Regions from separate parts of the Mus musculus genome. Here regions 2, 3, 4, 5 and 6 are each linked to region 1. Evidence: chromatin contacts called from public Hi-C, HiCAR-type and promoter capture Hi-C data. All regions are on one chromosome and are shown on one strand. Each heading gives the region's core, a stretch centred on a gene start, on an enhancer-like site or on the middle of the called end of the contact. The rest is flanking DNA. Distances are from core to core; before and after follow the strand shown. Region 1 holds the start of Asnsd1 (asparagine synthetase domain containing 1). Region 2 holds the start of Mars2 (methionine-tRNA synthetase 2 (mitochondrial)). Region 3 holds the start of Mob4 (MOB family member 4, phocein). Region 4 holds the start of Stat1 (signal transducer and activator of transcription 1). Region 5 holds the start of Pgap1 (post-GPI attachment to proteins 1). Region 6 holds the start of Gls (glutaminase).

Evidence for each region. Promoter capture Hi-C pulls out the DNA fragments that hold promoters and counts their contacts. A called contact is a pair of places that touch in the nucleus more often than the background predicts. HiCAR-type assays count read pairs that join an accessible place to other places.
Region 2: a Hi-C map of CD8 T cells shows a contact between it and region 1, with 4 times the contacts expected there. The contact joins the promoter of Mars2 here to the promoter of Asnsd1 in region 1. A contact is called at or near these places in 1 of 39 promoter capture datasets (pre-B cells), 1 of 484 Hi-C or Micro-C datasets (CD8 T cells) and 2 of 9 other capture datasets (adipose tissue and liver).
Region 3: a contact with region 1 is called in a promoter capture Hi-C map of pre-B cells, with 5 times the contacts expected there. The contact joins the promoter of Mob4 here to the promoter of Asnsd1 in region 1. A contact is called at or near these places in 2 of 39 promoter capture datasets (the HPC-7 cell line and pre-B cells).
Region 4: a Hi-C map of pre-B cells shows a contact between it and region 1, with 4 times the contacts expected there. The contact joins the promoter of Stat1 here to the promoter of Asnsd1 in region 1. A contact is called at or near these places in 4 of 39 promoter capture datasets (cranial neural crest, hippocampal neurons, liver and 1 more), 1 of 484 Hi-C or Micro-C datasets (pre-B cells) and 2 of 9 other capture datasets (adipose tissue and liver).
Region 5: a promoter capture Hi-C map of hippocampal neurons shows a contact between it and region 1, with 3 times the contacts expected there. The contact joins the promoter of Pgap1 here to the promoter of Asnsd1 in region 1. A contact is called at or near these places in 3 of 39 promoter capture datasets (3T3-L1-derived adipocytes, hippocampal neurons and pre-B cells).
Region 6: a contact with region 1 is called in a HiCAR-type map of astrocytes, with 4 times the contacts expected there. The contact joins the promoter of Gls here to the promoter of Asnsd1 in region 1. A contact is called at or near these places in 2 of 39 promoter capture datasets (hippocampal neurons and pre-B cells), 2 of 484 Hi-C or Micro-C datasets (neutrophils and uterus), 1 of 115 datasets of contacts at active chromatin or transcription factors (astrocytes) and 1 of 9 other capture datasets (liver).

Annotation. Positions count from the first base shown.
Region 1 is chr1:53,350,791-53,354,772 of GRCm38.p6, forward strand. It overlaps Asnsd1 (asparagine synthetase domain containing 1), which reads right to left and starts at 1,962. Exons shown (of 6, transcript NM_133728.3): 1 at 1,740-1,962; 2 at 90-143. Asdurf (ASNSD1 upstream reading frame) reads right to left here and starts at 1,962. Exons shown (of 4, transcript NM_001353501.1): 1 at 1,740-1,962; 2 at 90-143. The coding sequence starts at 1,829.
Region 2 is chr1:55,234,873-55,238,854 of GRCm38.p6, forward strand. It overlaps Mars2 (methionine-tRNA synthetase 2 (mitochondrial)), which reads left to right and starts at 2,305. Exons shown (of 1, transcript NM_175439.3): 1 at 2,305-3,982. The coding sequence starts at 2,368. It overlaps Gm10561 (predicted gene 10561), which reads left to right. Exons shown (of 4, transcript NR_166489.1): 3 at 57-257; 4 at 491-752.
Region 3 is chr1:55,129,361-55,133,342 of GRCm38.p6, forward strand. Mob4 (MOB family member 4, phocein) reads left to right here and starts at 1,885. Exons shown (of 8, transcript NM_025283.3): 1 at 1,885-1,999. The coding sequence starts at 1,940.
Region 4 is chr1:52,117,621-52,121,602 of GRCm38.p6, forward strand. Stat1 (signal transducer and activator of transcription 1) reads left to right here and starts at 1,818. Exons shown (of 25, transcript NM_009283.4): 1 at 1,818-2,003; 2 at 2,292-2,452.
Region 5 is chr1:54,555,800-54,559,781 of GRCm38.p6, forward strand. Pgap1 (post-GPI attachment to proteins 1) reads right to left here and starts at 1,885. Exons shown (of 27, transcript NM_001163314.2): 1 at 1,635-1,885. The coding sequence starts at 1,781.
Region 6 is chr1:52,231,151-52,235,132 of GRCm38.p6, forward strand. It overlaps Gls (glutaminase), which reads right to left and starts at 2,082. Exons shown (of 18, transcript NM_001081081.2): 1 at 1,442-2,082. The coding sequence starts at 1,842.

The DNA.
Region 1 (3,982 bases), core at 712-3,211:
TAAATTATGATCTTTGAATTTTGTAATGTTAGCATAAATAATCGAAATCATAATTTTAATATACTATTCAGATTTCCACAGCAACTCACCCGATTCTTCTTTAGATTAGAAAGTTCATCCACAATAATTTTCTGTTCTTTAATCTATTAAAGTAAAGAAAAAAATCTAAAGTGGAAGATTTCAAAGTATGTTTAGCGAGAACATTTTAAGTCACTGCTTTAAAACTAAAGATGGGGTTGGGGGCTATAATGGACTGCCTGTCTAAATGGACACTGAACAAATCAACAGCACTCAGTCTGGAATCAGTAGAAGACAGCTTGAGAAGGAGAAGCATAGGCTTGCCAGGGGTCAGTTACCACAGCTCACATCTTTAACCAGGGTGAGCCACTGCCTACCCAAATTAATACCAATCTTTTAAGCCAGGCAGTGGTGGCGCACGCCTTTAATCTCAGCACTTGAGAGGCAGAGGCAGGCAGATTTCTGAGTTCGAGGCCAGCCTGGTCTACAGACTGAGTTCTGTGACAGCCAGAGCTACACAGAGAAACCCTGTCTTGAAAAAAACAAAAAACAACCAAACAAAAGAACCAAAAACAAACAAAACCTCTCCCGAAAACAACAAAAACCCAATCTTTTAGTTTTATAAGGTCTTGCTGTAGACAAAAAGAGAGAAATAAAATGAATGTGGGTTCTCCTCTTTACCAACAACCAATGGTTTTATGATGTATGCACTAGATGACAGCCAGACATTCGGATAAAACAAATGAAATGGTACTATGGTACTGAATGCCCTACCTGCACTGATCCAACATGATTTTCCACCACTGTATCATTCTATTTCAAGTATTAAGGACTGCATATTGCTGGTATCGTTAAGCTAGGCAAATAGTCTATTAAGTCCTGAGAGCTGTACTAATAACCTACAAAGCCATATTGAGTACGCTTTCCTTGAGATTCAAGTCTGCTTGTACAGTGTTTTTATGCTCATTACAGGAATGACAGGTGTCACTTTAGGTGACACCACAGTACACTGTGGTACAGCGGGAATTAGGCAATGTACTGAAGATATCATATAGGACAGAAAAAATACAGAATTTAGGAATGTTTAATATCTGAAAAGACTATACCCACACCCTTCCACTCTACACGTTTAAAGATTTTCGTCTGTAACTGGAAGTTAGGACTAGTTCCGGTATGGGGTTGCCTCCCTGAAATCCTGGCTATTAGGCAAGAGAATTATTCAAGTAATGCCTAAGCAATAATATCTGAGGCTGGCCTGAGTTATTTATGAAATCCTATCCTAAAGGTATAGAAAAAAATTAATTTGATAGGGTGCTCCTTTCTCTTGTTGAATAATAAAGAGATGACCAAACAGATGTTTTTAGGATCACTTAAAGTTGAGAATATATTTTAAGGTAACAGGCAGCTGAGAAAATCGGCTAAGAAGCTTTTGCCTGAGTCTGGAAGAACAGGTACAGACTTCTAAACTTTTATGATGGACGTCATGGATGGCACCCAGGCGGGTGCGTGGCTAACTGGATGAAGCACAGCCACAGAGCAACAGATCTGTGTGTGACTGAGCAACACATCTGTGTGTCACTTTTTTTCAGGGGACACGCCTCCATCGTCGCAAACCTGCAGGATGGAGGGGAATCAGCTGCTGGTGCTGAGAATGCACGGCGGAGGCTACAGGGCACAGCGGGGCCCGCCGCCCACCACCCTTCCCCGGCGTCCCACGGCACCTTGCTGCTAAGGGACTCGGCGTGCGCAGTCGATGTGTGTGGGGGCCCCGGCGCGGCGCGGCCATCGGCGTGCACCCCACTGCTGGGCATCGCCTAGCCGCGCCGCACGCCAAGAACCGCGACTGAGGAAGGAACGGCAGCCAGCAGCCCCGGCAGGAAGCCTGGGTTCCACTCAGGAATCCGCCCCTTCCGGCACCCCGACCAATGGAGTGCGCACACTCACGCCTGCGCAGTGGCAAGCGCGCGCGGGGTGGGTTGTGAAAAGTCGAATTAAGAGTTGTGCTCCACTGCAAAATGGTTTTCTGCTAAATGTAGGTGTGGCTTGGCTGCAGAATCTATGAATGGTCTGTATCGCCCCCTAGTGGATCCTATGTAAAAATAAATCACTATAATTTAATACTCTTAAATTTGGTTTTCTTCTCCTCCTCCCCCTCCCCCTTCCTCCTCCTCCCCCTCCTTCTTCCTCTTCTTCTTTTTCTTCTCATCCCCTTCCCCCTCCTCTCCCCTCCCCTTCCTCTTCCTCCTCCTCCTTCTCTTCCTCTTCTTCTCGTCCCTTCCCTCCTCCCCCTCCTCCTCCTCCTTCTCCTCCTCCTCCTCCCCTCCCCTCCTCCTCTTCTTCTTCAGATTTACTTATTTTATGTATATGATGAGTTCACTGTCTCTGTCTTAAGACATACCAGATGCAGATCTCAGGTGCAGAGGATACCATAGAAAACATTGAAACAACAGTCAAGGAAAATGCAAATTGCAAAAAGCTCCTAACCCAAAATATCCAGGAAATCCAGGACACAATGACAAGACCAAATCTAAGGATAACAGGTATAGAAGAGAGTGAAGATTCCCAACTTAAATGGTCAGTAAATATCCTCAACAAAATTAAACAAGAAAACTTTCCTAACCTAAAGAATTTGATGCCCATGAACATACAAGAAGCCTACAGAACTCCAAATAAATTGGACCAGAAAAGAAATTCCTCCCATCACATAATAATCAAAATACCAAATGCACTAAACAAACAAACAAACAAAAGAATATTAAAAGCAGTAAGGAAAAAGGGTGAAGTAACATGCAAAGTCATACCTATCAGAATTACACCAGACTTCTCAGCAGAGACTATGAAAGCTGGAAGATCCTGGGCAGATGTCATACAGACCCTAAGAGACCACAAATAGCAGCCCTGACTACTATTACAGCAACACCCTCAATTACCATAGATGGAGAAACAAAGATATTCCATGGCAAAACAAAATGTACACAGTGTCTTTCCACAAATCTAGCTCTATAAAGGATAATAGATGGAAAACACCCACACAAGGAGGGAAACTGCACCCTAGAAAAAGCAAGAAAGTAATCTCCTTTCAACACACCCAAAAGAAGATAACCACACAAACATAAAAATAACATAAAAAATAATAGGAAGCAGCAATCACTATTCCTTAATTTCTCTTAACATCAATGGACTCAATCCCCCCAATAAAAAGACATAGACTAACAGACTGGATATGTAAACTGGGCCCAACATTTTGCTGCATATAGGAAACACACCTCAGTGTCAAAGACAAACACTATGTCAGAATAAAGGGCTGAGAATAATTTTCCAATCAAATGGTCCCAAGAAACAAATTGGAGTAGACATTCTAATATAGGATAAAATTGACTTTCAACCAAAAGTCATCAAAAAAGATAAGGAAGGACACTTCATACTCATCAAAGGAAATATCTACTAAGAAGAACCCTTAATTCTGAACATTTATGCTCCAAATGCAAGGGCACCCGCGTTCATAAAAGAAGCTTTACTAAGTTAAAAGCACACATTGCACCTCACACAATAATTGTGGGGGACTTTAACACACACTCTCATCAATGGACAGATCAGGTAAACACAAACTAAACAGAGACCCAGTGAAACAAACAGAAGTTATGGACCAAATGGATTTAACAGATATCAATAGAACATTTAATCCTAAATCAAAAGAATAAACCTTCTTCTCAGCACCTCATGGTACCTTCTCAAACTCAGGGCTGAAATCAACCAAGCAGAAACAAAAAGAACTATACAAAGTATCAACAAAACGAGGATCTGGTTCTTTGAGAGAATCAGCAAGATAGATAAACCCTTAGATAGACTAACCAGAGGACACAGAAACAATATCCAAATAAACAAAATCAGAAATGAAAAAGAAGATGTAACAACAGAAACTGTGCAAATTAAAAAAAATCATCAGATCCTACTACAAAAGCCT
Region 2 (3,982 bases), core at 1,055-3,554, 1.9 Mb after region 1:
ACAACCCTCTACTTTTAGTTTTATCTACTTTCTACTTGCCTTTTGCAAATTTGCAGATCAACTAGAACACACAGACTGACTACGCCGTGGACGTTTGTTTCACCTTCTGTAGTTCCTGTAGAGAACGCCATCAGTCTATCTTCTAAATCATCCCAAAAAGCATATCCAACTCACCACAAGTCTTTACACACCATGCAGAAGTCAAAAGGAATGAACAATATGGTTGAATCTTAGGAAGAAAATGTTGAATTAGAAAGGTAAGATAGAGACTACGTGCCCCGCTGTCTTTTAAAATGGTAATTAAATATAGGCAGTGTTACTCAAATGCATTGGTGCTATACAGGAACGTGAATGTGTAAGTAAAACCTCAGGGCAGGCTGTGCAGTGGTGTAGCTTCCCCCAGCCTGAAGCGGGCTGGTACAGACTAGTCTGCCACTGAGGTGGGGCCACCTGTGGTGCAGCTGTCCGACCTGGCTGGCTTCTTTCGAAGTGACAACTGCCCTGCTCTTCTGCTACCTGCTGAGAAGCTGAACCCGTTTTCCTGAGAATTTCCGGAATAAGCGGCCAGCCTGGCCACCGAGTGCTGACGAAATGGCTCCAGGCACCAAGTGTGGAGCCGGCAGACTAGTGCTAACAACTTGGCAACAATACATCAAGAAGCCTGGCGGGGGTGGGTGGGGGGGGTGGGGGGGCGATGGGCCTTCCCCCTTATAAGCACGGTCTCTTAATAAACTCGTGGGCCTTGATCAGGACCTTTGTCTTGGCTCCATTCTCTCTCTCTCTCTCTCTCTCTCTCTCCTCTCTCCTCTCTCTCTCTCCTCTCTCCTCTCTCTCCTCTCTCTCCTCTCTCTCCTCTCTCTCCTCTCTCTCCTCTCTCTCCTCTCTCTCTCTCTCCTCTCTCTCCTCTCTCTCTCTCTCTCTCTCTCTCTCTCTCTCTCTCTCTCTCTCTCTCTCTCTCTCTCTCTCTCCAGGTGTACCCGGTTCAAGTAGGCAACACAGTGGATGGTGCACGCCTTTAATCCCAGCACCTGGGATGCAGAGGCAGGCAGATTTCTGAGTTCAAGGCCAACCTGGTCTACACAGTGAGTTTCAGGACAGCCAGGGCTAGACAGAGAAACCCTGTCTCAAAACAAAAAAAAACCCCAAAAAAAACCCAAAAAAATAAAACACAAACAAACAAACAAAAAACTCAACAAAACAAAAAAAAACCCAAACAAACCAAAAACAAAAACCAAACCCTCAGGGCACTATTACTCTTGGAAGAGAGGGAAGGACACAGCGCACAGATCTCAACTGCAGCTCATCTCTAACTTAAACACTAATGTGCACCACAGTCCATTGGTGAGCTAAGTAAAGCTTAGATTGCTGGTCTGAGATCCCAGTTTCTGCCTCAGCAGGTAGGGAATGGGCCTCAGATGTCTAAGTTCCTGGTGTGTCTCATGCTGCTTTGGGGACCATTCTTTGAGAATCACTAACAGTACTTAGGTTGGGTGAGGGTTTATAGGTGTTCCAATCTCATTTTAGTATGTGCATATATACACTGTTTAAATTAAATGGGGGTGGGGAGGCCAGTTGTGGATGAGAAAATATGCAGTGAGCCAAGGATTAATAATAAAAATTTGGGATTTTAAAATTCTCTCCTGCTAAAAATTAGGATTTCATTCTCAAAGCTCAGTCTTGGAAGAATTTCAAGACTATTAGAGGAGAAAATTGTGACTTGTTTTGTACAATAAAGCTGAAAGTTAATGTTTCCTTATCTGCACACCTGTGACTCCGCACTCCAGTCCCTGGATGAGTTCTCAAATCAATCCTTAAGGCTCAGCAACATGTTCAGACACGTCATTTCCTTTTCTGCCAGTGCTTATCGTTCCTTAAAGCGCTTTGTGAAATTATTTTCCTTTCTTTCAGATTTATTTAGATTCTGAGACAAACCTTAAATGGTTTTTCTATGTTGACTAGAGGATACCAAGAGGCCGGATTTGTGCCCTGCTTTGACAGTTAATGAGTTTGGAAAATACCTCAATATAAAAATCTTGCCAACAAGTTCAGTCCAGAACCGATCAGTTCAGTTCAGATCCAGAACAGATCTCAAAGAGTAAAACTGCACAACACCCGGGATACGCTCTTCTTTCCCCAACTGCCCTGACACGGAACCCACTAGCCGACTACTCAAAAACTCCCGCCGGCCACCCGCCCCTGCGCGCTGCAGGAAACCGGTGGAGGCGGGGGAGTTGCGGGCGGGGCCGCAGGAGTCAACGCTTGCCGTTCATTGGCTTCCGCGCCGGAAGCGGCGGTACCGTCCAGCTGCGCACGCGCCCTTTCCCGTGCTCGGGAACACCGCCTCCAGTGCTGGGGCCGGCTGTCACCATGCTGCGGCAGTGTGCTCGCTGGGTGTTGACGCGCACCCGGTTCGGCCGCGGCTGTCGCCGCTACGGTTCGTGCTCGCCGAGCGCTAGTGGCGACGCCGGGGAAGCGCGGGCCTACTTCACCACACCTATCTTCTACGTGAACGCCGCGCCGCACATCGGGCACCTGTACTCGGCGCTACTGGCCGACGCCCTGTGCCGCCACCGTCGTCTCCGAGTTCCCGGCTCTGCGTCCACGCGGTTTTCCACCGGCACGGATGAGCACGGCCTGAAGATCCAGCAGGCGGCAGCCACCGCCGGCTTGGCCCCGATCGAGCTGTGCGATCGAGTGTCTGCCCAGTTTTTGCAGCTTTTCCGGGAGGCTGACATCTCTTCCACGGACTTCATCCGCACCACGGAGGCTCGGCACCGAGTAGCGGTGCAGCATTTCTGGGGTGTGCTGGAGGCCCGGGGTCTGCTTTACAAAGGGATCTATGAAGGGTGGTATTGTGCCTCGGATGAGTGCTTCTTGCCGGAGGCCAAGGTTACTCGGCAGGTGGGTCCGTCCGGGGATCCCTGTCCCGTGTCTCTCGAGAGCGGACATCCTGTCTCCTGGACGAAGGAAGAAAATTACATTTTCAAGCTTTCTCAGTTTCGAGAACCACTCCAGCGGTGGCTTGGAAACAATCCTCAGGCAATCACACCGGAACCGTTCCACCAGGCAGTTCTTCAGTGGCTGGAGGAGGAGCTGCCCGACTTGTCCGTTTCTCGAAGGAGTAGCCATCTGCACTGGGGCATACCAGTTCCCGGGGACGACTCGCAGACCATCTACGTGTGGCTGGATGCCCTGGTCAACTACCTCACTGTAGTTGGCTACCCAGATGCAGATTTCAAGTCTTGGTGGCCAGCCACCTCTCATATCATAGGTAAGGACATTCTCAAATTTCATGCTATTTATTGGCCTGCCCTTCTCCTAGGGGCAGGATTGAGGCCACCACATCGCATCTATGTCCACTCGCACTGGACGGTGAGTGGCCAAAAAATGTCCAAAAGCTTGGGCAACGTGGTGGATCCCAGGACTTGCCTTGATCGCTATACTGTGGATGGCTTTCGCTACTTTCTCCTTCGGCAGGGCGTTCCCAATTGGGACTGCGATTACTATGATGAAAAGGTGGTTAAATTGCTGGACTCCGAGCTGGCAGATGCCTTAGGAGGGCTTTTAAACCGGTGCACTGCCTACAGAATAAATCCTTCTGGAACCTACCCATCTTTCTGTGCTGCCTGTTTCCCCAGTGAGCCAGGGTTAACGGGGCCGTCAGTTCGTGTGCAGGCAGAAGACTATGCGCTTGTAACTGCAGTGGCCACTTTACCCAAACTGGTAGCGGGCTATTATAATGACTTTCAGATCTATAAGGCTCTGGAGGCGGTATCCAGCTGTGTTCGGCAAACTAATGGTTTCGTCCAAAGGCACGCACCATGGAAATTGAACTGGGAGAGCCCTGAGGATGCTCCCTGGCTGGGTACCGTGCTTCACGTAGCCTTGGAGTGCTTGCGAGTGTTTGGAACTTTGCTTCAGCCTGTTACTCCAAACTTAGCAGATAAACTGCTGTCAAGACTGGGAGTCTCTACCACAGAGA
Region 3 (3,982 bases), core at 635-3,134, 1.8 Mb after region 1:
GTCATATGCATTCAGACACATTGCTCCTCTGTTGCTACGACAAAGCAATGACCAACACCAACTTAGGAGAGGAAAAGGTTTATTTCCTATTACACTTCTAGGTAACAATTCGTCACTGAGGAAGGGCTGGGCAGGAACTTAAGGTGGGAACCTGGAGGGAAGAACTGAAGCAGAGGCCATGAATGAACAGTGCTTACTGGCCACTGGTCTGTTTCCCAGGGTTTGTCAGTTTGCCCAGGGGTGGTATTACCCACAGTGGGCTGAGCCCCCCACATCAGTAATTAATAATGATAGGGCTCCCTAGGCATATCCATAGGCCAATCTGAATAAGGGAATTCCTCCGTTCATTCTTACTATTGTTGTTGTTTAAGGATAAGGTCTCACTACATACTCCTGGCTGGCCTTGAACTCTCTTTGTAGACCAGGCATACTCTGAACTCACAGAGATCAGCCTGTATCTGCCTCCTGAGTGCTGGGATTAAAGGCGCCACTCTGCCCCGCCGCAGCTCTTATGTTGGAACACTTGGTGTTCAGCTTGAGATTCGATTTGGAGGTTGTGTAATTCTAACCATGGCCCAGCTCTGAGAAGTGGCTCACTTTGGGCGGGTCTTGATGCAGATACCAGCTTCTGCCTCCAGCTTAAGACCTCTGTTTCTGAACCCCATGCTCTTGAAGTTATAAAGAGCACTTACCCAGTGTCCACAACTTCCTCACCAGGTGTCCCATGGTACTATAAACCAAAACAAACTTTTCTTGTTTGGAAAAAAAAAAGATTCTGGTAAAAATGCTGTGTTTTTTTTCTTATTTTGGGAAAGATTGAGAGAAGATTTAAGTCTTGCTCTGTAGCCCTGCCTGGCCTGGAACTCTCTATGTAGCCCATGCTGGCTTTGAATTCTAAACAATTCTTTTAACTGTTTTGCTTATTTACTTGCTTATTTATTTAATGTGTGTAAGCTTTTTACCTGCATGCGCCCAAGGGATTCAGAAAAAGGTGTGGGATCACCTGGGTTGGATTACACATGAACCCCTAAGCCTGGCCGGGCATGCCGTGTACTCCGTTGGTCCCAGCACTCAAAACAAATCTCTTAAATTCAAGGAACATCAGGGAGACGCTGTCTCCAAAAAAAGAAAACACAAAACCAAAACAACAACAAAAGAAAACACACAAAAAACATCACACTTAAAAACACGAGAAACTTGGAATTTTGTTAAGATACAGAATTCATAAAAGCCATCAAGGGCTATTCATTTCCTCCTGCTTCCGACTTGCAAAAATGTGAGTTTATTTTAACTCTAACACACAATAACAGATGTGCGCTTTCTATCTCATGATGGGCATTTTTTTTTTTAATTTAGCATTGAGTCTTTTATCTACGGAAACCAACTTGTCATTGAAAGAGTCCTTGGCTTTTCAGTAAGAGGACCCTAGAAGCAAGATTTATCAGTACCTCCTGTCTTCCCTTTAACCGACCCAGCCAATCTGATTCTAGATTGGGTTAATCCATGAAGATTCTATAAAAATTTACCAGATTATCTGGGGTGGAGAATTATGTTCTCATTTCGCTTTTCTGAGATGGTCACTATTGTGCAAACTGCCCTTCCAGTCTATAGACAGCTGAAGGACAAACACCCACAAGTGACGCAGGCTTGGGTCACCTGCACCACAGACCTTGGAAGCGGCTCTCTACCCCAGCTTCCGGTCGCATCTTCCTTTTCGGCCTCGGCGGAGCTCCGCCGGCTGTTCATTCTGTGCTCCTCCCTCCGCCGGAGCCGCGGGCTCGGCACTCTTCCCATGGTGCTCCGCGCGGGCGGCGGCTGTTCCGCAGGCTGCCGCCCCTCCCCGCCGCCGCAGCGCTGAGCCCCGCCGTGCCCCGCCCCCCGCGCAAGCTGCCGGCCCCCACATCCGGGTACCGACGCCAGCCGCCCAGACTCTGGCACTATGGTCATGGCGGAGGGGACGGCAGTGCTGAGGCGGAACAGGCCAGGCACCAAGGCGCAGGTATCGTCCCTACGGCTTTCCTGTCACAGAGTTGGCGGGGCCGAGCCGGGGCTCTCCTGCTGGCGGGACTCCGTCTAGGAGAGGCCAGGGCGAGCGGGTGGGGGCCGTGGCCGCGGTGGCTGGCCTGCGCTTCCGGAGCCGCGGCCCCGGAGGCAGCCGAGCCGGCGCCGGCCGCCCTGGAGGCCTGCTAGACGCAGGACCCCGCTGTGTTCGCCGAGGCCCGGGGCTGACGCTTGTCACCAGCGGCTGCTGCTGCGCTGCCTGCTGTGAGTGGCAGCTGACGGCGCCCGGGTGTGGGGTGGGCCAGCTGGGGACCAGGGGGCTGTCCCCGCGTCGGGACCGCCGGCGTCGAGGGCTGTAAACACTGCCCACCTCACCGGGAGCAAGCTTGGCCGGTGACGTACCTGCCGGTCGGCTCCATCCAGTTGGTCTAGCCGGATGCAGGTGGCACTAGTTTGCGTTATCCTCCTGTTGTTTGTCTTTGCCACCACTCCCTTCGGCTTCCCTGCAGCTGTTCTCTGGTCCAGCAAGTTTTCGGCACCAGGTTGTGACTTGTTACATGTCATTCCTTGCGTATATTCATGCTAATGCGCGTGGACAATAGTCGGAATGAACTGATTATATACATCAAAATAATAGTAGGGCACTATGGGGAGTAAATTGGTGCTTCTTAGGACTTGCAAACCAGGGATGCTTCACAGTAAAAAAGAACAGAAAAGAACGGAAAAGACCCCCCCCCCAAAAAAAAAAACCACCCACGTTGACATTCAAACTTGATAGGATTAATCAGCCTTTGGAAATGGGTTGAGTCGTTGAGTAGAAGTTCTAAAATCAAAAGAGATATGTTTAAAATGTAATTTTAGCAGGCTGTGTTCTTGTTGCTGCCCAGCCTGCTGCCTCTTACCGTGTACTGAGTAAACTTTTTCTGTTAAAATGTAATTTTTAGGGTCAAGTGGAAATCAAAATACTTAATGCTACTGAGTTTTAGAGAGTTACTGTTTTTCTTTTCTTTCTTTTGTCTTTCTTCTTTCTCTCTTCTCTCTCTTCTCTCTCTCTCTCTCTCTCTCTCTCTCAAGGGTTTCCCTGTGTAGCCTTGACTTTCCTGGAAGTAGCTCTGTAGACTAGGTTGGCCTCGAACTCCGAGATCCACCTGCCTCCCCCATACACACACATCCAATTTAGAGACTTGCTATTTATTATGGATTTTGAAGGTTCTCAAAGTCAGGCTACCCTCGAATTATACTATATAGTTGAAGGTGACCTTGGACTCTGTTTGCCGAAACTCTGGGGGCTAGACTTACAATACATACCACCATTCAGGGCTTATACAGTGTTGGGGAATGACACCTATCAATTGAGCTACATCTCTAGCCCTAGAGAATTGCTTTTGAGTCAAAAACCATTGAGTCATGAGCTGTCAGTTTGCCTTGATTGGGTTGGAAATTTGTATACTATGTATACTTTCTACTATTTAACAACTCTTCTTTCTAAGGGTTCTTGTTTTCAGATAACTATTATTGTGCATAGGCAACATTTTTTCTAATTTTTAAGTGATGGCTTCCTTTAAAAACAATTCTTGGGATTACATCCAGGACTTTTCCTGTGGTAAATTAAGAGTGCACAATTTATTTTAAGCATGTACTCATGGCTCAGCTATATCCTTAGATGAAAAATTTTTAACTTTGAAAAATTGTTCAGACTAAACACTGCAATATGTCCCTTTGCTGTGTTGTTATGAGTAAGTCATGTGCAGACTTTTTCATTTTCCCACTTTATGACAAGGTTAAATAAAATGTAATAGAAGAGAATTAAAAGAAAAAACTGCTTTTTAACCAACCTTTTCTGTTTATCACATAACTTTTTTTCACTAAAATAGGCCTGTTCCAAAACGCTGTATATTGTGTTACTATGTTACACATGAGTAGTATGTGGCATAGCTCCTGCTGTGGGGTGGGGAGGGATTGTCTCATGTATCCCAGGCTG
Region 4 (3,982 bases), core at 568-3,067, 1.2 Mb before region 1:
ATAGACTATATCCATCTATAAAGGCTATAATATACGTGCACACATATATACACATCCTTGGGAAATTACTTAGATCTTTTGCCAACTAAAGTGGTGCTGTTCAAGGCATGATTCAAATTCCATCTGTTTCAAGGAAACAATTGATTCTCTAGGTGTGCATTCTAAGAAGACCTAGTTGGTCCTCTGTGATATCTATGTAGAAAAGTGACATTTGATCTGAGGGGTTTTTGTTTGTTCTTTGGTTGGTTGGTTGATTTTGGGTTTTTCAAGACAGGGTTTCTCAGTGTAGCCCTGGCTGTCCTGGAACTCACTCTTTAGACTAGGCTGGCCTCGAACTTACAGGAATCAGCTTACCTCTGCCTGCTTAGTACTGGGATTAATGCTGTCTGCCATCAGCACCCAATTGATCCTAGATTTTAACATGAGTTAGTGACTCCTCAAAGAATTTGAGAATACAGATGTTGGCTTAGAGGACTTTTCAAAGAGAACACTGCTGGTGAGAAGATTGAGTTTGGGGAAAGAGTTTTGCTTATTCAAAGAATAAAAATGCTGTACTAAGCAATGAAAACAGAGTAGCACAAGCTGAGATTAAAGAAAGTGATAGGGGAACATGGCTTTAGAGAATATATTGAGAAATTTGAATTGTCTAAGACCAAGCAAGAAAAGCCATCATGAAATTTTTAGATTGGCATGACATGATCAGCATTGCAATTAGATTTAAAAAAAAATCACCCAAATGAGTGTATGGCAGATAAATTAAAAGGGAGTGAAAAGCCAAAGTCAAGCAGTCACCAGAAAAGCCACAGCAATGATCCAGGTAAGAGGACGGGGTGGTGGAAGAGGTAGAAACAGGAGCTAGACCAACCGAGGCTCGAGGACCAAGTGTCCGGGACTAAATGGGCAACGTCTATGGCTTGGCCCTCATCCGTTCCAGACTAAGACGGGGTATGAGGAGGAACCTGTGTTTTGAGTACAGTTGGTTTACAGACTCAGTAGATATCCAAGGACAGGGTAACTGTGACACTTGGAAGAAAGCAGTGGGTGTGTATACATCTAGGAGTGCTCCAGGACATGGAAGTTACAGGGACAGTCATCAAAGGCACAACGGGAGAAGGGTAGATAAGAGACTCACATTCTGGTTTAGTAGTTTAATAATGGAGATGGGGGACAGAGGGATGTCCTGCGAGAAAGGAAGAAGCAAAGAGGTCCTGTCATCATGATGGCTAAGCGGGACAAAAGTTTCGGTAATGGAGGTGTCAATTGTGTAAAGCTTTATTTTTCTTAAACATATTAGTTAGAATTATTTATTTTATTTCATGACATTTTTGTTTTGCTTGCGTGTATGTGTACTTCTTGCAGGCTTGGTTGACGTCAGTGGAGGTCCGAAGAGGGCACTAGACTCCTGGAACTGGAGTTGGGAACCATTACGCAGGCACTGCAAATCCAAGCCCTGTCCTCTGCAAGAGCAAGTTCTCTGTAGCTGCTGAGTTAAAGGCAAGTATTGAATGTTTTCAAATTGGTAAATTAAGCTCCCTGGCTTTAGTAGCGTGAAGGTTAATCTCTAGTCCCCAATTCTGAATCCCGCAGTGATGCGCCTACTTAATGCAGGATCTCCAAGACTGAGCTTGCGCAAGCCTATAGTTTCCAACCTTGTAAACACAACCCCCTGTCTGCGGTTTGCACCGCACAGCGGCGCCCCAAGTTTCGCACGCCGGGTAGGGAGCGCGCGGACCAGGAAGGCCAAGCAGCCGAGGGGGGGGGGACGGTGCGCTGATGGAACAGCCGGCCAATCTCTGCCGCTGATTGGCTGAGGCGGAAGGAGGCGGGACGCCCTCTAGCCTTTTTTCCTGCCCGGTACTTTCGGTTTTCAGCGCCGAGTCTGTCAAAGCTCCCTGGAGACCTCCGGGACCGCGCCCCTCAGACCCACTTGGGACACTGCTGAGCGGCGCAGAGAGATTTGCCCAGACTCGAGCTCCTGCGTGCAGTGAGTGAGTGAGAGCCAGGTGCGGATCCGGGTGCGGGTGCGGGTGGAAGTGGGGCGCCCTCTCCTCGGACCTGGGGTCTGCTGCCCACAGGTGACCTGTCATCCCGCAGAGAGAACGCCAGGAGCCGGATCGCTTGCCCAACTCTTGGCGCTGCTTGGCTCTCTTATCCTGCCGTTCTCACTTCTAGGGTAAAATGACTTGTGCAATAGACATTTCTCCCGGAAGACACTGCACCTTCCCGCTTAACCTTTGCTCGCCTTGCCTCCAGCCCCTTTCCACCACTGTAACATTTTCTTCTTTTTGCAGTCGTTTCAGCTCTGCTCCATACCCTGAGCCGGCGCCACGCCGCCGCGCATGCAACTGGCATATAACTTGCTGTGTGTGGTGATTGCTTGTGTTGAATCCCGAACCTGCACCCGGAGACAGCCCAGTAAGTCTACGTGGGAACGGAAGCATTTGGAATCTCAGTATGTATCAGCCCTTACCGGTTTTCTGAAACTTAAAGGTGGTATTTAGGTTCCGCAGAACCACTAATGGTATAATCACTATCTAAAATACTCCCGAACACTACCTAAAAGTTTAGGGATAGGTGAATGGATGGGTGAAGATTGCTTTTATCTGGCAGGAATGACTTGAGCCCTGATTGATCAATGAGGACTCAGACTTGTAGGTTCATCATGGGGTTTGCCTTTTGCTTTCCTACGCCTTCTGATACATACAAGGTTTCAGCGGAACAAACGGTTCTGTGCTCAGTAACACTTAGGCTATATGCCCGGCGCTGTAGGGTCCAGAGGACGCTGATAGCAAAATATATCCCCTCAGAGGCTCTGATGCGTGCAGACAGCAAGCTTCCTGTGGAAAGTTCATGCGCTAAAAACCGTGCAAATGGCAGCCTGGTACAGGCCAAAGAAAGTTATGTGTGGGAGGGATAGACAGTTTTAGGAAGAAGTACCATCTATACGGAATTCTGCTAGATTGTTGGAAACAATGTGGTCTGTGCAGAACGGGCTAGACCGGGAGGATAGAATGTTTGTTGGAGGCATGAAAACAGGAAAGAGCCAACTCCAGACTCTGAGCCAGGTGTTTAAGGACTGTCTTGCCAGTCTCAGGTTTACAGACATGCCACAGTGGTGGGCTGGAGTCCTTTCCAATGGTATTTGAAATGGCGGCTTGCTTTGTAGTGTAGACATTTCCTTATTATCCTTTGAAGGGGCATTTGTGCAGCAGACATGACTTCATTCCTGCACATGAGTGTTTGAAAACAAGTATTTATCCATACAGTCCCATATGCTCCATCAGAGTACAGACCTTTCCTCAGAGGTCTGGCGCTACTACAGTCTCCCACTCTGAATTGTGGTGGTGCCATTGTGTAGTGGTGTGTATCCCGTTACATGATTGTCACAGGTAACTTGTTTCTATCTCAAGACTTCCTTAATTTAGGGATTGCTATAATTTTTAACCTTTAGGATTACAATATAAAAACTGACTTCATGTTTATCTGACGAGACAAATATTACTTTATTCTTTCAAATGGCATTTGGCAATGCTGTATGAAAAAAAAAGACATTTCTTTTTCTGAGCCAGTGACTCACTGTGTAGCCTCAGAAGCGCTCAGTATTCATCTCAGGCTGACCTTGAACTTGTGGCCTTCTTGCCTCAGCTTTCCCAAGTGCTATGAGTTCAGGTGTGGTCTTGAACATGGCTTACTGCAGGTAGTTCTAGCTGTGCAAGTATGAGAACCTGAATTTGGATCACCAACATTCAAAAGAAAAAAGGCAGGTATAGTGACATGCCTCTGTGACTTCAGTGTTGGGGAGCACAGAGTTTGCTGGCGAGCTTGTCTCAAAAAAATAAACTGGAGAAAAGATTGAGGCTGATATCCTGATACTAACTTTGACCTCGACATGTGTCTGCCTGTACAACAAACATAAAACACATTAAAAAAATCACTATTGAGATTTGGGACTTCTTTGTGCCAGATTTATTGTTTACTGGAG
Region 5 (3,982 bases), core at 635-3,134, 1.2 Mb after region 1:
ATTACTGTGCACACAAATTATTAAGTGTCAAACTCCAAAACAGCAATTTGTACCAAAATAACTACATACCGACAAAAAAAGCCCACTAGCTCTTTTGTCTCAATGACACTAATTTTCTCTTTCTAGTCAATTTCATGAGGCACAAGGCCCATCTGTGAGATCCATATGCTTTGTTCTGAACATGGAGGCAATTTCTACTACTGCAAATATTAAAACAGACCAAATAATTGTGGGAAATCTAAAAATAAATGGAAACTATTGTTCCAAAATGATTTTATTGTAACCACTGAATACAGTACTACACTAAAGCGACCTGCTTCAATATTACCGAGTTTTCAAATTATTAAATCATAGGCAATGAAAGAGAACTAAAATAAACTCTATTTTCAGTTTTTAAAAAAACCCTAAAGTTCTTATTTTTAACTATTAAGATTCTAATGAACATAAGCCAACATCATATCAGTTCATTAGCTTTGGAATTAACACTAACTTGTTAAAAATCTCCAAAAGCATCTGAAATGCAGTGTTCACTTTCCCTCATAACCACTGATGCAAAATCAAGGTAGGAACTCATCTACTAGAAAATATCCATGGGAAAGGATGCTTGCTCCTCAGCAACTTAAACTTCAGTTTTTAAATGTAAATAAGAGAGCATCAAACAGGCTCCCTCTATAAGGACCTGTACACAGACTCAATCCTGATTTTCATTCTTTATCGACAGAAAAAAAAATCTGCTATGATCCTAAAAGTATACTAAGAATGCACCTTATCAAAATGTATTATGCATATTTTATAGGAGTTATTATAATAGATATTCCAAAATTTAGATTCATTTAGAAATCTCAAGAAAAATATCACCAAAGGGAATTTCTCCTGACAGCTGTGTAATTTGTTATCATCTCTTTCTACTGCTGGTCATGAATGAAATTTTAGATTCTACTACGCGGAACAAATGAAGCAATTAATGAAAGCATTCAAATTAGAACAGAGGAGGTGGGGGGGGGCGATGAAAGAGGAGGCAGATCCTGTTAAACCCAGTGAGAAGACAAAATAACACCAGAATGTACATGCAACCGATTATAACAGATATCGTAATCGATTATGCAGGTCACTGACTGTTCAGAGGCATGCGAAAACACAGGTACGCACACTCACACACCCACGGACTCAAAACCTACAGAACAGGTGGATCGGCAAAATTCTCCACCGGAGGAAAACTAGATAGTTTTCAGTTTAATTATTAATCAGGCCAGTCTGTCACTTCACCCAGAGGTAAAACCTCAGAGCCTCTTTTTTAAATCAGCTTTGGCAACTCTGCAAGACGCTGCTTCTTTCCAGAAAAGCGAAATCTGACGCACGCCCATCACTGGGCGCGAAGAGAAATCATCTCCTTGCAAGCAAAGGAGGGTCCGGGAAGTATAAGGATTGGGGAGAGGGACCAGAGCTGGCTCTCTGGCGGTCAGAAGTCGGGGTCCGGAGTCTGGGTGGGGGACGAGGGGTCGCGGAGGCGAGGATGCCCTGCCCAGCACGAAGCAGGAGACTTCGAGTGCCAGGAGAGCTCCGAGTCGGAGCGTTCCATCTGAGCCCGAGAGAAGCCCGGGAGGTGTGGGCGCGCAGGTAAGGGAGGGCCGTACCTGGTACTCGGGGTACTCGAACATGTAGCTCATGCTGCACTTGTTTTCCTCGAAGCCGAAGAAGACATCCCACAGCCCCAGGGTCGCCAGAAACACCATGAAGACATAGAACGCCAGATTCCAGAGGTTGACTGAGTGGAGAAACATGGTGCAGACGAGCGCCTCTACACCAGGAGAAGCTCGGCAGCCTAGACAGAGCGAGGGAAAGACTCCGGTGCCAAGCCGTGCCCAGCTGAGCAGCGCGCGCCTGCGCGGAGCCCGCCAGCACCCCCTCCCCTTCGCCTGCCGCTCAGCGCGCCTGCGCAACTGCGAGCAGCCGGCCCGCGGTGCCGCCCACGGAGGAGGGGGCTGTGGGCGTTTGCAGCGTGAGCGAGATTGTGTGCCTAAAAAATGGAATGAGAAAGCGGAGTGGGCTGGGCTGGAGGGCATGGAGAGAAAAGGGAGGGGGCGAGAGGGGCGGGGGGACGGGGAGTGGAGGAAGAAAGGGAGAGGGGGATGGGAGCGCGGGATCCCAGAGGCAGGAGAGGGAATGGCCGGGTGGGTACCGCAGGAATTGGCCAGGGGCAAGGATAACGCCCTAGAGTCCAGAGACTGTTAGAGATTCAGAGCTAACTGGCCAAGAGAGGCGGCACATCAAAGGCGTGTCAGGTGGCTGTCACGCACACCTTCCCCTGCAACAGTTTCAAACCCCATCCTGTTCAATTTTGAACCATCTCGGGCCTCCGCAATTTCGCTTCAAGGACCAACTAGCTTGATTCCAGAAGAGACAAATGGCTTTCCCCCTTCCTCTTAGACCACCGACTTGGGCCCTGTAGGTAGTAACAACACCTGCTCATTGAAACAAAACACACGACAGTCAAAGGAAATCCTGTTCTTGGTGGAAGCCTTAATCAGACGAAGTCTAAAAAAAAAAAAAACAATATAAAAATACCTACCAACATGATGTTCCCAGTTGGTACCTGCAGGACCAGGTCGGCACTGACTTGAGGTGCTCTCCAAGTCCCCCATGTCTCTGGGGACTGGTTCCACAATGACGTTAGAAGAGAATTTTGCTCAAGCTTCCACTCTTTCTCATAACTTAGTTCATTTTGAAGAATTTCCATTTGTCTTTACACAAAGGAAGGGGTTTTAAAAAAGCAAATTAAACCCATTGATAATACTTGTAACAGCTTCGAAACGCTGAAATGTTATGAGGTGTCAGCCCTTAAAGCTAACCAGACAGCAGATGAGTTTTGTGTGTGTGTGTGTGTGTGTGTGTGTGTGTGCGTGTGTGTGTGCACGTGCGTGCGTGCTGCTAACTTCAGAATTTTACTTAGAATGATCTTTGGCACTGACTCAATTTTATTTTATTAGATTAATTTTCTAGCAAATATTTTGAGGAAAGCTGGATAGGATGCATGAAATCAAAGAATTTCAAGACCGAAAAGGAAGCTAATTGTTTATCTTATACAAAACCCTGCTATTCACATCAAGAAGCTACAATCCAAAGGTAAAAGGGTAACAATTTTTTTAACCCTAGACAGAAACACTTGGATATCTAAGCAAATACACCTAGCTACAAGATACGGACTATTTGTAAAGAGAGGACTGGGAAAATGGACTGGTGAGCTGCTTTGAGGTATGGAGGTAGATTTGGAAGGGCCAGGAAAGTCTGGGTAATACTGAGTAGCAGGGCAATAGTTAGCTAATAAGCATTTAAGGCATACCATGTATGTTTTGGATGTTGTGGTGTGCCCCTTGGTATAGGAGTTATTTGTCCTATGCTGTGATGATACCCTGGGACAAACAACTTAAGGAAAGGTTTGTTTTGGCTCACAATTCCAACATATCGTCCATTGTGGCAGGGTATTTATGGCAGCAGAGCCTGAGGCAGCAGGTCAGTTTTCAGCTGTAGACAGGAAGCAAAGAGAGGTGCATGTTAGGGCTCAGCTCCCTCTTTCCATTTTTATCTGGTTTGGAAGTTAGGGTGAGTTTTTTTTCTATTTTAGTTAACTTAATCTAGAAAATCACTCCCAGACATGTCTCCAGATTTGTCTCCAAGGTCTTTGTAAATCCCATTCAGTTGACAAAATTAACCTTCTTCACAACTCTACCCCTTGTCAACCTGACAGTCAGTGTTACTATTAAACAATTACCTTCTAGGATCCTAGCCATCTCATGATACAGATACATTTAGTACAACTTCAAAAGTCCCCATAATCTTTGACAATCCCAATGCTAGTGAAAAGTATGTTAGAACTAGATACTAGAAGACACTGGATTCCCCCTGGAAGTGGAGTTCTACTGGAGTTATAGACCATTTTGAACTGTCGCAGACGTGCTAGGAACCAAACACAGAGCCTCTGTAA
Region 6 (3,982 bases), core at 832-3,331, 1.1 Mb before region 1:
TAGAGGTGCAAATGTAACCAAAGTGTAGGTTTTGAAAACAAAACAAAGCCTGGAGGAGGTTGCACATGCCTTTATTAATCCCAGCACTTGGGAGGCAGAGGCAGGCATATCCCTGAGTTCGAGGCCAGCTTGGTCTACAGAGTGAGTTTCAGGGCAGCCAGGGCTTCACAGAGAAACCCTGTCTTGAAAAGCAAAACAAAACAAAAACACTAAATGGGATTTGAGTCATCTAATCCAACACATGTAATAATGTGCCCATGATCATCAAGGTAGTTTGTGGTACAAAGCTACTATCACAGAATACCATCATTAAGTGCCTTTTTCCTTATTAAGGGTTTTTGTTGTTGTTTCATTTTGTTTTAAATAACATTTTCACTCTGGGAAAATAACCAGGAATGTTTTAGGAAGGTACCCACATCAATTACAGGAAACATTAAGCAGGCCTGAGATTGAAGTCATAAAATTCACACTTTCAGTTTGACTTAAGCTACTGTGCAGAGCTGGAAGAGAAGTAAAATGCAAAACAGGATACACCATATCAGTATAAAGTCAGAAAAATAGGATACAGAAAAAGCCTAAAAGTCAGTGTTTACCTAGTTGGGGAAACTATATTACACAAAAGCATTCAGCAAAGAAAACTCAATTTTGCTCTTAGGCTAAATTCCCACCCTATATACACAATGAGTCAACATCCTATCACAATCAAGTCCCTAAAACTACTTAGATTTTGTGTATTTTATGTCACCTTATTTTTGTGCTTTTAAAACAATTTTATCCTTTAAAAATCTGTCCACCGCACAGAAGACATCAGACAAGCCATCACTGGTCCCGATAGGAACAGGTGGTCCATGCTGCGTTCCTCGTCCTCTAGGCCACATGTCCCTATTCCGCCTAATCTCATTTCTGAAGCATTATTTCCGGTGGCCCAGATGGCTCTACGCACGCCAAAACGATCCACCTCAGGAGGATTAAGAACCCAAGGCCACATCTGGCATCCAGTGGGATGGTGGTGGAGGCTTACAGAATGGGGGAACTGCGGCCTGGCAAAAAGGTGAATCGGGAAGGTAGAAGCTCCGCTCTACGCCCGACTCCTCAATGTCACTCGGGAGAGATGGAGGTTCGCGTGGCATCACCCTCGCAGAGCCGGGGCGCTGAGCACGCGGCGCGGCCGGACAGCAGCCTCTGCCCGGCAGGGGCTTCAGCAGGCAAGACCCTCCCGGCGCTCACCCGTCACCCCGGGGCGACTCGCGCCGGCCACGGAGGGGAAGTGGGAGCAGGCGAGGGGCGCGGGCGGGGCCGGGCCTAATCACATGGCACAGCCGTCGCAGGCCGCCTGGCATCGCTTTCTTTCTCTTCCGCGAACCTCCGTTGCTAAGCCGCACCGCCACCGCCCACCGCCCAGGGCCCGACCCCTCCCCTCAGCCTCACCCACGCAACTCACTTGTCGCCCGCGGCCACCATCTCCTTGCCCTCGCTGTTGCCGAACGCGTCGGTCTCCCCCGGGCTGTCCTTGGGGCCCGGGGCTGCGGGTGGCGACGCCCCTGGCTGCTGCTGCTGCTGCTGCTGCTGCTGTGGCGGCGTACCCCCCTTCCCCAGCTCCTGTAGGATCTCCGAGGGCGAACTGGACAGGCCGCCCGCGCCGGGGCCCTTCGCGCGGCCGCCCCCGCCCCACCACGGGTGGAGTCGCGCAGCGGCCACCAGGCCAGCGGTCGGCCGGCTCCCGCCCCGGGGGCGCCGGCACAGCGTGCCGAGGGGCTGCGCGCGCCGCAGGACGGCTCCGACGGCGGCGGGCGGCCTTAAGAGCAGCTCCCGTAGCATCGCCGAGCCTCGCAGCCGCATCATACCGCCGGCGCCCGCTCGTCAGATGAGGATGCTTGGGGCGTGGGCGGCCGCTCTGCTCCCGGAACCGTGTCCCGCACGGCGGGGAGAGGACTGGAAAGAGAAAAAGTCCGGGACGGGGTGTGGCCCCAGCTCCGCCGCTCCCGCCGCCAACGCCGCCGCCCTCGCCGCCGCCGCCGCCCAGCCTGCAGCCAGCCGAAGTTGCTCTGGCCGCCGCGAGCTCCGCACTGAGACTGACGCTCAAGGGAGGGCTGGAGACATACCAGGCTCACCAACCGGGGGCGGGAGGACGCTGACGGCCTGCCCCCTGCAAGCTCTTCCATTGGCTCAGCCTGCCGACCTCTCTTCTGATTGGCTAGAGAATCGGTCAAATTTGTCTCCGCGCCCGTACGCAGTCCCGCTGGGTCCTGGAGGGCGGGGAGAAGGACGACTGACGTGTGTCAGCCCCGCCGACCGCTCTTCCCCCTTGCCTCGGGCCACCTGAGGCCAAGCTGGGCGAGGACCCGTAGCTCCGGAGTCTGGCCATTCACCAGGCAGGTGCGCTCCAGGGAAGCACGTCCTCCAGCTATTGAGGAAGCTGGAGTGCGCCTGTTCAGGCCGCCCAAGGCTGGAGGGAGGCTGGCGGTGGCAGATCGTCTGGTCCAAACCTACTGCTCGCCCCCTCGGTTAGGGGAATGTGTCCGCCCCTCTGAAGGCATCGGTTCTGCCAAGGCCGCCCTGACTAGCTTCATCCCTCTCCCAAATGTGCTTAAAACTTTCCATGGTTGGCTACTGCCCAGAAGCGAAATGTTTTGGAAAAAATGAGCAAAATCCTTTCAGCTATGCAACTTAAGACATTTAGAACGTTTGAGCGTAGGAACAACGAAGAATAGAGAAAAAGCCAGAGTAAGGGTGGATCTCTTCTATCTTCTACAAGATTTCTCCAAATCTTTTGAACGGCGATTATTTCATTAGTACCAGTTGACTTGAAAGCAAAATACTGCAGATCCTTTTTCTATTTTAAAAGCCATTTTAAAATAGAAGCATCTGAATACCATGTCTCAAAACTGTTTCAGCACAGCATCACCTCATCCATGTATCCTTTTAGATGTGTGTGCATCATATGTTTCCTGAGTCTGCACACATATACCACTCAGGACTAAAACCGCTTTTTAAACCATTTCCTGAAACAGATAGGCTTAAATGCATAGATTCACCAAAGTTAGCAGGATATGTAATTCACCAGATTTAGTAATCCAATCAATCTGTACATGTTGAACGAGATTAGTAACCAAAGAATCTGACTGTGCCTACAGGCTTGTCATGCTCAAGTTTTTGTTTTGTTTTCAACCTGCTCTTTAGATAAAAATAAAAAGTGTGAAGGAAATGACCTTGTGGGGGGAAAAAAAGCCAGAATTTTATATTACTTGGGTGGCTTTTATTATTGCTTAAGGTTAGTTTGTCAAAAATATTAATATTAGTGAATCAAAGTTATATATTTAGGAAAAACAATACATTCTAGGGGAGAGATAGCAAATGTTACCCTTAATAATATCTAACTTTGTCTTTCTAACTTATGGGTTGCTTTCAAACCTTAGTGTTGTTCAGTTTCTTACAAACTAGTTATCTGTTTTTACTGCCTCTTTTCTCTTTTTTCTCAACCCCATCCAGACTACTCACCAATCCAGTCAACGTTTTCATGCCAGTTCTTCCTAGTTTCTTCCATTGCTCAATGAAATGACTTCTGATGATTAAAGGTTTAAACACTTTCTAGTATATTTAACAATTAGGAACTTAGGATATGACTCAGTGGGTAGAAGGGCTCCCTGCTCAAGCATGAGGATCTGCAGGTCCGACCTCAGGCACTTACCTACAAACCATGCCTGGAGTGGAGACAAGTCCCTAGGACTCAGAGCTAGTCACGCTAGCTGAATTGGTGAATTTTAGAACCTCTGACCTCCACACAGAGGAAAGTGAGCTGCACATATGTGCATGCATGCAAACAGACAAGAATAGAAAAAGAAAAAGATAAAAGTAAAGAAAAGACATGCATTGGTAGACTATTTTTAGAGTTTCTACTTTTCAGAATGAACTGATAAGAAAGGGCAAATGTTACTTCTAACATTTGGAAGACCTGAGTTTACCAAGGTTGGACATCTGAGGT